2 separate regions of the Gossypium hirsutum genome follow, and region 1 is linked to region 2. Evidence: chromatin contacts called from public Hi-C data. All regions are on one chromosome and are shown on one strand. The core of a region is the stretch at or near the end of the contact, and the rest is flanking DNA. Distances in the headings are between cores, read along the strand shown.

Region 1 (4,797 bases), core at 100-2,599, 240 kb after region 2:
AACAGAAATCTTACCAGTTGAAAAAGTTACCCTATGCCTTTCTCTTTTGGCTTTGGGTCTTAAGATATTCATCCCTTTAGTACGATTGGCATTGGAAAAATGCTTGATGAATGTGGCTTCAACTCTCTCCAGCAGCTTTGTAACATCATCAGAGCTACCAAGGTTGGAGTTATCCACCATTTTCATGTAAGATCTCGATGCACTTCTCGATGTGATCTTATCATACTTCTTCATGATTTTGGAGAATGCCAAGGTATTCAAAAAGCTGTTGAGTTCCAGGAAAAACAAAAACTGAGTAATAAGACCAAACGATGAAATAAACTAAGCCTGGCCAGTTATGTACCTGTAACTTTTAAGCAGGCGAAGCTTTTGGTAAAATTCAACGAAAGCCCGCTTGAGTTGATCTTCAACTTTTCTTAGATTTTCCCTACTGAAACTCATCTCCGCCTGTTTTGGAACCTGCAGAAGACCTTTAATGGTGGACCGAGGAGTTTCGAGAGTGTTGTTCATCTTCACCCGGTCTAGTACTTCTAGTGGTGCAGGCTTCACCCCCTTGATTTTGGGTTTCGGCGGTTTCGGCTCCTGAACTGGAGTTTCCATCTCTTTCTCATCATCTTTATCATCATCATCAGTTTGTCCATGGGTGCTTTCTTCAATGGCTTCCAAGTGAGCAGCTCTTTCTGCACATCAAACAGGTTGAAGTTGAATTAATTATTTTTATGATAACTCTTGATATAAATATAATTGTAAGTTGTAGCTTACTGCTCTTTGATCTACCCGCAGATGGAGTAGTAGGAACCGACAGTGATGCAGTGGAAACAGCAATGTCGGAAGCAAGACGAGTCATCTCGACGGACCTATCGAAATTCACCGGGGGATTCTCAACTTTGATCCTAAAAGCAATCAAAGCATCCATTTGTTTGTTCAAAACATTTGCTTCTTTCATCACTTCCTCCACCTTATCCTTATAAAATTTGTTCACTTTGTTCAGCTCATCATCAAGCCTTCTAAAGTAAACCAGCTCATACTCTCCCCCTCATCCGACGACATAAGGAACGTGGTTTCGTAACTTTCAGAACCGTTCCGTTGGACGGAGTTTACCAGAATGGGTTGGCTTTCGATATCGGGTGATGCAGAAGAAGGGCTGGTGGGGTTGTGGTGGTTCTTCTGCGTTAGCCCACTGAAAGCTCTATAAAGTGTAAGTTTTCGTTTTAAGCCAGTAGACGGTGGCTTCGTCCTATGCTTGAAACTTTGGATTTTTTTTAAAAGGGTCTTCAAGTATTCGTAATCCATGTACGCATCTTGCCATTCCGGCACCATCTGCGACGCGAATTCCTTCCCGAACTTCATCTTCGCCTTGTCAATACAGATAAAACACTGTAATGCTAACAGCTTTTGTAAGCCTCTTAGAAACCCGCAGAGCAAGTTGAGTTAAGAATTAAAGGGCCAAGTTGATGAGAGAAGCAGCGTTCATTAGGTGTAAAGCTTAAATAATATGGTATTTGTGGGAAGGGAAACGAAAGGGACGGGTCGAAAATATCCAATATATTGGAGGAAAAGGTGTGAATACCTTTTCGCCATGCATGTTTTCGAGTGGAAGCGTGAGCCATAGTGATACTTATAAAAGCAACAAAGCTGTCGACGATGCGGCAGTTGAAATAAAAACACCACTTGCAAGAAGCCACACCAAGCATTGGTCATTGACACCTTCCTTGTTTAATTTTCTTTAACATTAGTTTTAATGTAAAGAAGTTTGGCGGTGAATATGTCGAGGAAGTAGGTGTGCGATCCTTGTCGCCTGGGGAGACAATGCTAAGACATTCATCAAATTTATCTCTACATTTCGTTTTATTGGAATTCTATGTCGTGTAAACAGGTGTTTAAAAAAATGGTGGAATTTGTTTATGGAAGGTTGAACTGGTCTTACTTGTCGTTTTGGGAATTTCCTTTTTGCAACCCTGTTGAGAATTTAATTCTCGTCAACAAGAAAAACTAATGTAATTTGGTATAGTATATATTATAAGATAGATAAGGTCGGCTGGCAATCTCTTGGCCAATGCTCATTCAATTTCTATTTCATATTCCAACAAAGTATAGCCATATTTACCAAAGGAACACAAATATTGCAATCGTTCATTTCACAATTGTTTGGTTTAAGCTCCTAAACAAGAGGAAGACTTTTTTCACAAATATTTTCTCTCATTACCATATGAATGAACTGGTAAAAGTCGCATAATCTAAATCAGTACTTATGACGAATGTTAGCTAAATAAGGTGAGTATGATTTTTGTTCGTATATCCAACTTTCATTTCGTGTTCAATAAGAAGACTTCTCAGCAACCGCAGGGTTGTGCCTATTAATTGTTCGTAACTGTCTTTATTTTTATGTAAATTTTAATATATTAATATTATCTTTTTTTTCCTATCATATTTTAATTAGGGCGGATGATAGGCGTCGAGTCTCCCTAAAATGAAAATTTTTTTATTTTTATAAAATTTTAAATTAATAATGGTAAAGTTTCACTTACACCTTTCAAACACGATACAATTTTGATTTAATCGTCTAAAAATTATAAAAATATAAACTATTAAAATGATCATACAAATATATAATTTAATTTCGAGTCTCAAAAATAAATTTTGACTTCACTTCCACCCCTTAAATTATATTTCTGAATCCACTACTATTTTTCAAAATGGTATGGTGGTGTCATTTTTGGTTCATTAATGTTGGTTGAAGATCATATCAACATGTCTTCGGTTCTTTCTTCCTGCTTTTCCAATGAAACAATGACTTACGTACTAAAAATTTTCGTAAATTTTATATTTATATTAAATTTTTAACAATCTCCATAAAAAATTAGTAAAATATCTTTCTAGTTATATTATTATATAAATCATATTAATACCATTTTCAAAAAATTAATAAAATCAATAAAAACATTTAAACCAATCACACATTAAATTTTAAACATTAAACTTTATCATCTTACATAAACTTTTAATAAATATATTTATTCCATACTTTTACTTTTTTTAGTCAAGAAAATGATTAGAATTATGGTGATATAATTCTAGTCTTTTATCCACTAAATTCGATGGTGCTTTTATCATAATAAAAGCTTGTTTCAAGTAATTCTTGAATAGTCCTAGAGTTGATAGTAGTTAAGACCATTTCCCATCCATTACTTAAATATTAGAATATAATTATAGGAATGAAGACAGAAGTTTTGAGTTTTGAATATCCAAATTTGGGATCAACAATAAGTAAGTATATGTGCAAGTGTTTGAGATTTGTCATAAATATATCTTGATCTAATTAGTCTGATCAATTTATTAATAATTGAATGCTTGTGATTACATAAAAAATGATGTTATACTTGAAAAAATCTGTATTTTGATAAGATATTTTGTTTAAGAAAAATCATAAAAACAGTTTTCCTCATGGAAGAAAGAATATTTGGTTGAAAAGGCATTCTAAGTTGGCGTTCCAAGTAGGTGATGTGTCATAATTACATTATTGTTTATGCAATGTGCATTCAATGTGTTAGCTCTAACATTAATGACTTATTTTTTCCACCTGCAACTTGTCTGCAACAATTAATGTACCTTTATATTTTTACCATAAATGTATTACTATTTTACATTATAAAAATAAGTTTTAAAATATTATAAGGTAATACATCATTTTTACTCCATTTTTATAATACATACATTTTTTTTTGAATAAAATTGTATATTTTTATGACAGCAAAAGTAAAATTTCACCATTTTAATAATTTATATCTTTATAATTTTTAAAGAATTAAATCAATTTTTTTGTCATTCTTAAAGGGGCCAAAATAGAATTTTACTATATGTTATTTTAAAATTTTTAAAATTATAAAATGATTAAAAATGAAATTTTCCATTTTAAGGGGATCAGCCCCTGCCAATCCCCCCTTGGCTCCGCCCCTGCTAATATTGTTAATGGGGTATCATCTCCTTACATTTGTTTTTTTAAAGGTAAACTATTAAAATAGTCACTTTCGTTTGCATCAAGTTACATTTTAATCACTTATGTTTGAAATTTTACATTTTAGTCACTTACGTTATCATGTTGTAACATTTTAGTTACTGAACCATTAATTGCCATTAACGGTGTAATAGTAAGTTGATATGGCATGTTAAATCATTATTTCAAACGAAAATTTTAAGTTAAATTCTACAATTAGTCTCTATATTTTTTTCATTTTGAGCAATTTAATTTTTTTTATGTTATTTTAACTTTCCTTTTTTTTTATTCTCTTCTGCTTCTCCCTCTGATTTCCTCCCTTATTCATTTCTTTTAATGTAGTTTTTCTATATTTTTCATTTGTTAAAACTAGTTCACAAGCTCTCCTCACTCAAAAAAATTAATTTGTTTAAAAAAGAAAAGTATAGGGACTAGTTTTAACAAATGAAACACATAAAAAAATTACATTAAAAGAACTGGAGAAGGGAGGAAAGTAGAAGAAGAAGTAGAAGAGAATGAAAAATAAAAATAAAAAGAAAATTTAAAAAATATAAAACAAAAAAATTAAATTGTTCAAAACAAAAAAATATAGGGATTGATTGTATAAATTAACCTAAAATTTTTGTTTGAAACGATGGTTTAACGTGTCACATCAATTTACTATTACACTGTTAACGACAATTAATAACTTAGTGACTAAAATGTTACAACAAGATAAAGTAAGTGACTAAAACGTAACATTTCAAACATAAGTGAGTGAAATATAACTTGACATAAACAAATTTTTTAAAAATTATTTTGCT
Region 2 (4,972 bases), core at 760-3,259:
AAAGTTTCTTACTAGTGACTCTAATAAGATATGAGTTGCAAATTCTAAAGAAGTCTCAAACACAACTCATACCAGACATCGTTAGCCTCTTCAGCCTTGCAGAATTTGGCTTGAGAATCATCTTCTCTACCACGACAAGACTCATCATTGACTCTCTTTTGCCAAATGGCAATTTCACCCTTCTCATGCTTCTTCTCCCAGCAAAGGAGTTTGGCAACATCCTCAATCTTTTGCTGTTCCTCCTCAAGCTCCTCCTTGGGACGCTGCCATGCTTTGTAATTGTTCCTCCAATTGATTGGTGGACCAGAAAGTACCCAGTAGCCACCTGGTCTAAGAACACGATCAACCTCCTTCAAATACATGCCATCTGCAATTTAGACAAATCCATAATCAGTCATCAATCACTTAACATCTACAACGACAAATCCTCACTAAAACAACACCTCAAAGGACAAATCTCAAAGGAACACTCAGTTTGAGCATATGACTCACCATTTGCTCCCCATGGAATCAAGCAACGAGAACAATGAGCCATATCAAAAGCTCTGGATGGATATGGCATTTTTATGGTCCCAAGAACACCAATAACAGCAGGAACACCTCTTTCAAGGGCAAACTGAACCTGTGCTTCATGTGAATCTCTTGGTGCAAACGACATGGTAAGGACGTTTCTACTCCACAAGTATGCCCCCCAACTCGCAACCTATACAAAGGAACCAATTTTTAAGATTTATACACCTAAAACAGATCCTCAAAGCTACAAATCAATAGATCAACTGAAAAAATTTGAAGAACATGACAGTATGACATACCCCACAACCGGTATCAAGTGCAGTCCTTACAGTCCCGTTCGTAATCGGGATCACAGCAGCAAGCTGATCAATATACTTATCCGCACCTTGTGGGAACTGCGTTCCTCCACCAGGGAACCTGAATACATTACCCTCATATTGGATCCAGTTCTGAATAGCCTTCTCTACCGTCAAGGCCTTATAGGGAGCATTAGCATAAGGCACATAGTCCCTACTCTTAGGCCAAGGAAACGGGGTCACGTATCCTTTAGGTGCCGGGACAAGACAATGCAACTTCTCTTCCTCCCGGGGACAATGCCTCTCCCGATAGATCATGTTGTCCCTGGGGAAAGTCATGGCACGCTTTTGATCTTGGCAAGGCGTGTAATCAACGTAACGAGGAGGGCAGGGCTGAAAAGACTTGATCTTTTCAGATTCACCGACGTTCCCCACTTCGCCGGCGTGATGGGTTTCGAAGTTCAACGACGGGATGATGTTACAATCGGCGCCGTGTTTGGTTATCTCTAAAGCTATGCTATCCCCTTTGCCGAAACCACTTCGTTGCCATGCTCCTAATATGTAGAAAAAACAACATAATCCAAAAACGATAAATATCTGAACCCAACTCCTTGTTCTACCATCCGCTGAATTCGGTTTCAGTGCCATTTTTTTAAAATAGTAACCTGCAAAATCATAAGGATCCAATGATGGGGAACAAAGATCAGTGGACTTAAACTAGCTAAGAGCTGATTTGAGTAAAAATTTAAAAAAAAAAAAGAATCTTTAAATCAGAAGGAAAAATATAAACCCATGATGGAAGGAAGGAAAGAAGTGTCAGATGAGTTACCAATCGCATGAATAGATGAAATCAGTGGGTGAAGATCTCAAAGAAAAGAGAATTAAATGATGGAAGGGAGATTTTCAGAGCTTGGAAGGGAAGGGAAGGGAGAGACGTGTCAATAAAACACTGAAAAGTTTTTAAGAAAAAAAAAACCTGATCTCCCCCAAAAGAAATCTTCGATTATATTAAAATCGAAGAAGAACGATCACCGTGGAAACAAGGTTTAGAGAGAAAAGGGTTTTAATTATATAAAGACGGGGGGGGGGGATTGATTGGGATAAAAGAATCCCAAATTTCGACTTTATCTTTTGTCTTTCAATTTGTCGTGAATCCTATTTTTGGGTTTATAAATACAATCCAAGCCTCCTAATTACAAGAAACACAGAGATCTCGCTTTACTTTTAATCTTCCTTATGTTTTAGTTTAAATATAATGTCAGTCCCTGTATTCTTCAACCTTTTACAATTTAGTTTCTATTAACCCATTTCAAAATATATATAATCATTATTTGAATTGAAAACCAAACTCCAATCCATAATATTACTAATAGGTGCATATGGTATTTTAAAAGAAATTTTTAAACCGACTAATAGTATTAAAAATATAAGTGATTAAAGTTAAAAAAATTACAGGGACTGAGAGAACACTTAGGCCTTATATTTTGGTGTTATCAAAAAAGCAAAGACCGTGTTAAATTAAAACGGGGTGCGTCATGCGCATAGAGAGCAAAGGGGGACCCACGCGCTTAGGAATTGACAGGGAGAAAAAGGTAAAGGGGTGGGTCCAATGCCCCCATTCGGATCCTGATTTACGCTTAACGAGGCGGTGATGCACAGCAACAAATGGTGGTGGATGTAAATGATCATAAAAATATCTGTATTATATTCCTACGGAAAGCTATTGAACATTTGGTTGGTTGAAGGCCTAATTTTGGACAATGATTTCCTTTACCCAACTCTTTTTCCATTTTTAGCACACATAACCGGGTGAAAGTACAAGGGGTTAGAAGTGTTATTATCCCTTTTAACCAGGACGGCCAAAATCCTGCCTCTCTCTCCCCTTATTTTCTTTAATACCATGTCGGTGTTTTTAGAAAAGAAATATCAAATTTGTGGTTTTTTTAAAGAAATAAAAGTACGAGCTTTTATAAAAAAGGAAATATTAACCCTTTATTATTAAATAACTAATTTTTAATCAATTTTTTAATAATGACAACAATTTAATATAGATTGGAGTTGTAAGATATAAATATATAAAAGTTGAAAAATTAAGTATCAACTTCTTTTCAAAATCAAAGAACAATGAATGAACTTCCATCCATAACATATAATTGATGTAAAATTAGAATTTTCAAATCCTAAAAATAAAATTGTTTAAAAGATTGTGCCTATCCAAAACATTTGAAAACTCTCTAAAAAAAACCACATTATCCTTTTAAAGATAATGAATGGGGTATGGTTAAGCAGTTATTATCAAACTCTCTCACACCCTATTTAATCCCCCAAACTCAAAAAATTCCATAAGTAATTACCCTCAATATACAAAGTTATTTAACTTTGCATTATAAAATTAAGGACCACTAATAAATAAATGTTTTAGCATTCTCCCGCTGACCCCAATCTTATAACAATATTCTCAATACCAGTATTATACATAATATATTTAACCGAGTATTTCTTCGATGTATTACAATGCAAATTTTCTTCTCCTAAATAAACTCACAAATGTGGGAAGTTACTTTATGGACAAACCTCTAGCGTTTGTTTTAGGTCTAAACAAAATGTTTATTTTCTCTGCTCAAAACACACAACCAGACTGAGAAAACAAACTAAACTAAATATTACTTATAGTGACAATTCTAAGAATAATCACATTTCAAAGACTTGATCTTTAAACAACTTTGGTGGCACGCCTTTTTCCATATGATCAACTACCATCAACATTGTATTTATGTGCTCAATAAGATCTTCCAAGGATTTAATGTGATCCTTAATTGCTAAGTTACTTAATATCGAGGTGTTTACTTCGACTTCCACCTTTAATCATTGTGTTCAGCTTGATATGAATTATCGAGATCGAGAACTAAAATGAATAAAATGGAAAATAACTTGAATTGTCTTGATATGTGTTATAAACTTTTGGGTAGAAATATGTTGCATGACATGAAATATATGCGATTTGATGATGAAATGAATTGTGGTTATGAATATGATCAAGAAATTATATATGTACTGAATTACAAATGAAATTGAACATTGGTACCCTATTAACTAGTTAGGTTAACTCGGATATAGTTGGCACGTTGTAGGATTGGATTGTGTACGGGTTTATGCGCTTATACGTCAGGATGCACTTTGTGTGCCAGTATGCGCTTCATGCGCCAATATGTACTATATGTGCCAATTTTCCCTTACTTCGATTTATTCGATGATGCAATTTGGTGCCAGTTTATTATGTTGATTGGACGATCTGTGCATCTGTTTGAGTCCAAGTCAAGTTACTAGGGGTTATAAATTGTAAATTTGATATTTGATGTTGAAAATGAAATTGGTAATGTTGTGGAATTGATTGCACATATGTATATGGATTATGAATTGAGAAAATCATATAATCTATCATGCAAATTAGTTGAAAACAAGCCCTGGGGGCCAAGATGAGTGTGAATGGGTCAATAGACTCTAGAAAAAGGTATTTGAATAATTCGTAAATGGTTAAATGATGTAAAATAAAATTGGGATTAAATGTCGCAATGTCAAGGTTATGAATGTTTGAAATATGCAATGGTATTGATAGATAAAAGGCTTTATGATAGGTTTTGGTATATGTAATTGGATTAATCATTCTATTGCCATGAAAGTTAAATTGGTTTGACACTTGATATATGTATACTTTCATCTGGAAATGGTTATGTAATTGTGTTGCAATTTGGGAATATGTATTAGTAGACATTTAGATTATGTGCATTGTTATCTTATGTTATGCTATCTTGAATCATGAAAGTACCACTAAGCCTTATCGCTCAACGTATAGTTTGTTTATTTCGTCTACAGGTATAAGTATTCTCGAAGTCTTGGGAAGGTGAAGTCAGCATCCAAGCAGCAACAACCGACTCAACCTAAGTTTGTATAGCTCTTTCATTATGTCAATGGCATGTACCTAGGAATATTTTGTCAAATGTTAAGAATGGTAAAAATGGTTGTATATAAGTTGTGATCGTAGGAAATTGATTTTGGTCATGATTAGAAATGTTACTAATGGTTTGATAGATATGTTTTGAACATGTTTTGATTATGTGGAATGGTTGATTGAGGCCATCTCGTTGCGACGTCCTCTATTTTAT

What was found. Hi-C and Micro-C count contacts between places; a contact is called where the count stands out from the background.
Region 1: a contact with region 2 is called in a Hi-C map of leaf, with 1.8 times the contacts expected there. The contact joins the promoter of LOC107903938 here to the promoter of LOC107904069 in region 2. A contact is called at or near these places in 10 of 34 Hi-C or Micro-C datasets (callus, hypocotyl, leaf and 2 more).

The regions. Positions count from the first base shown.
Region 1 is chrD05:35,644,151-35,648,947 of Gossypium_hirsutum_v2.1, forward strand. It overlaps LOC107903938 (phosphate transporter PHO1 homolog 3), which reads right to left and starts at 1,350. Exons shown (of 9, transcript XM_016830163.2): 1 at 1,035-1,350; 2 at 763-1,032; 3 at 344-680; 4 at 15-265. The coding sequence starts at 1,350.
Region 2 is chrD05:35,401,785-35,406,756 of Gossypium_hirsutum_v2.1, forward strand. LOC107904069 (probable methyltransferase PMT2) reads right to left here and starts at 2,010. Exons shown (of 7, transcript XM_041092909.1): 1 at 1,639-2,010; 2 at 813-1,474; 3 at 493-703; 4 at 73-367. The coding sequence starts at 1,457.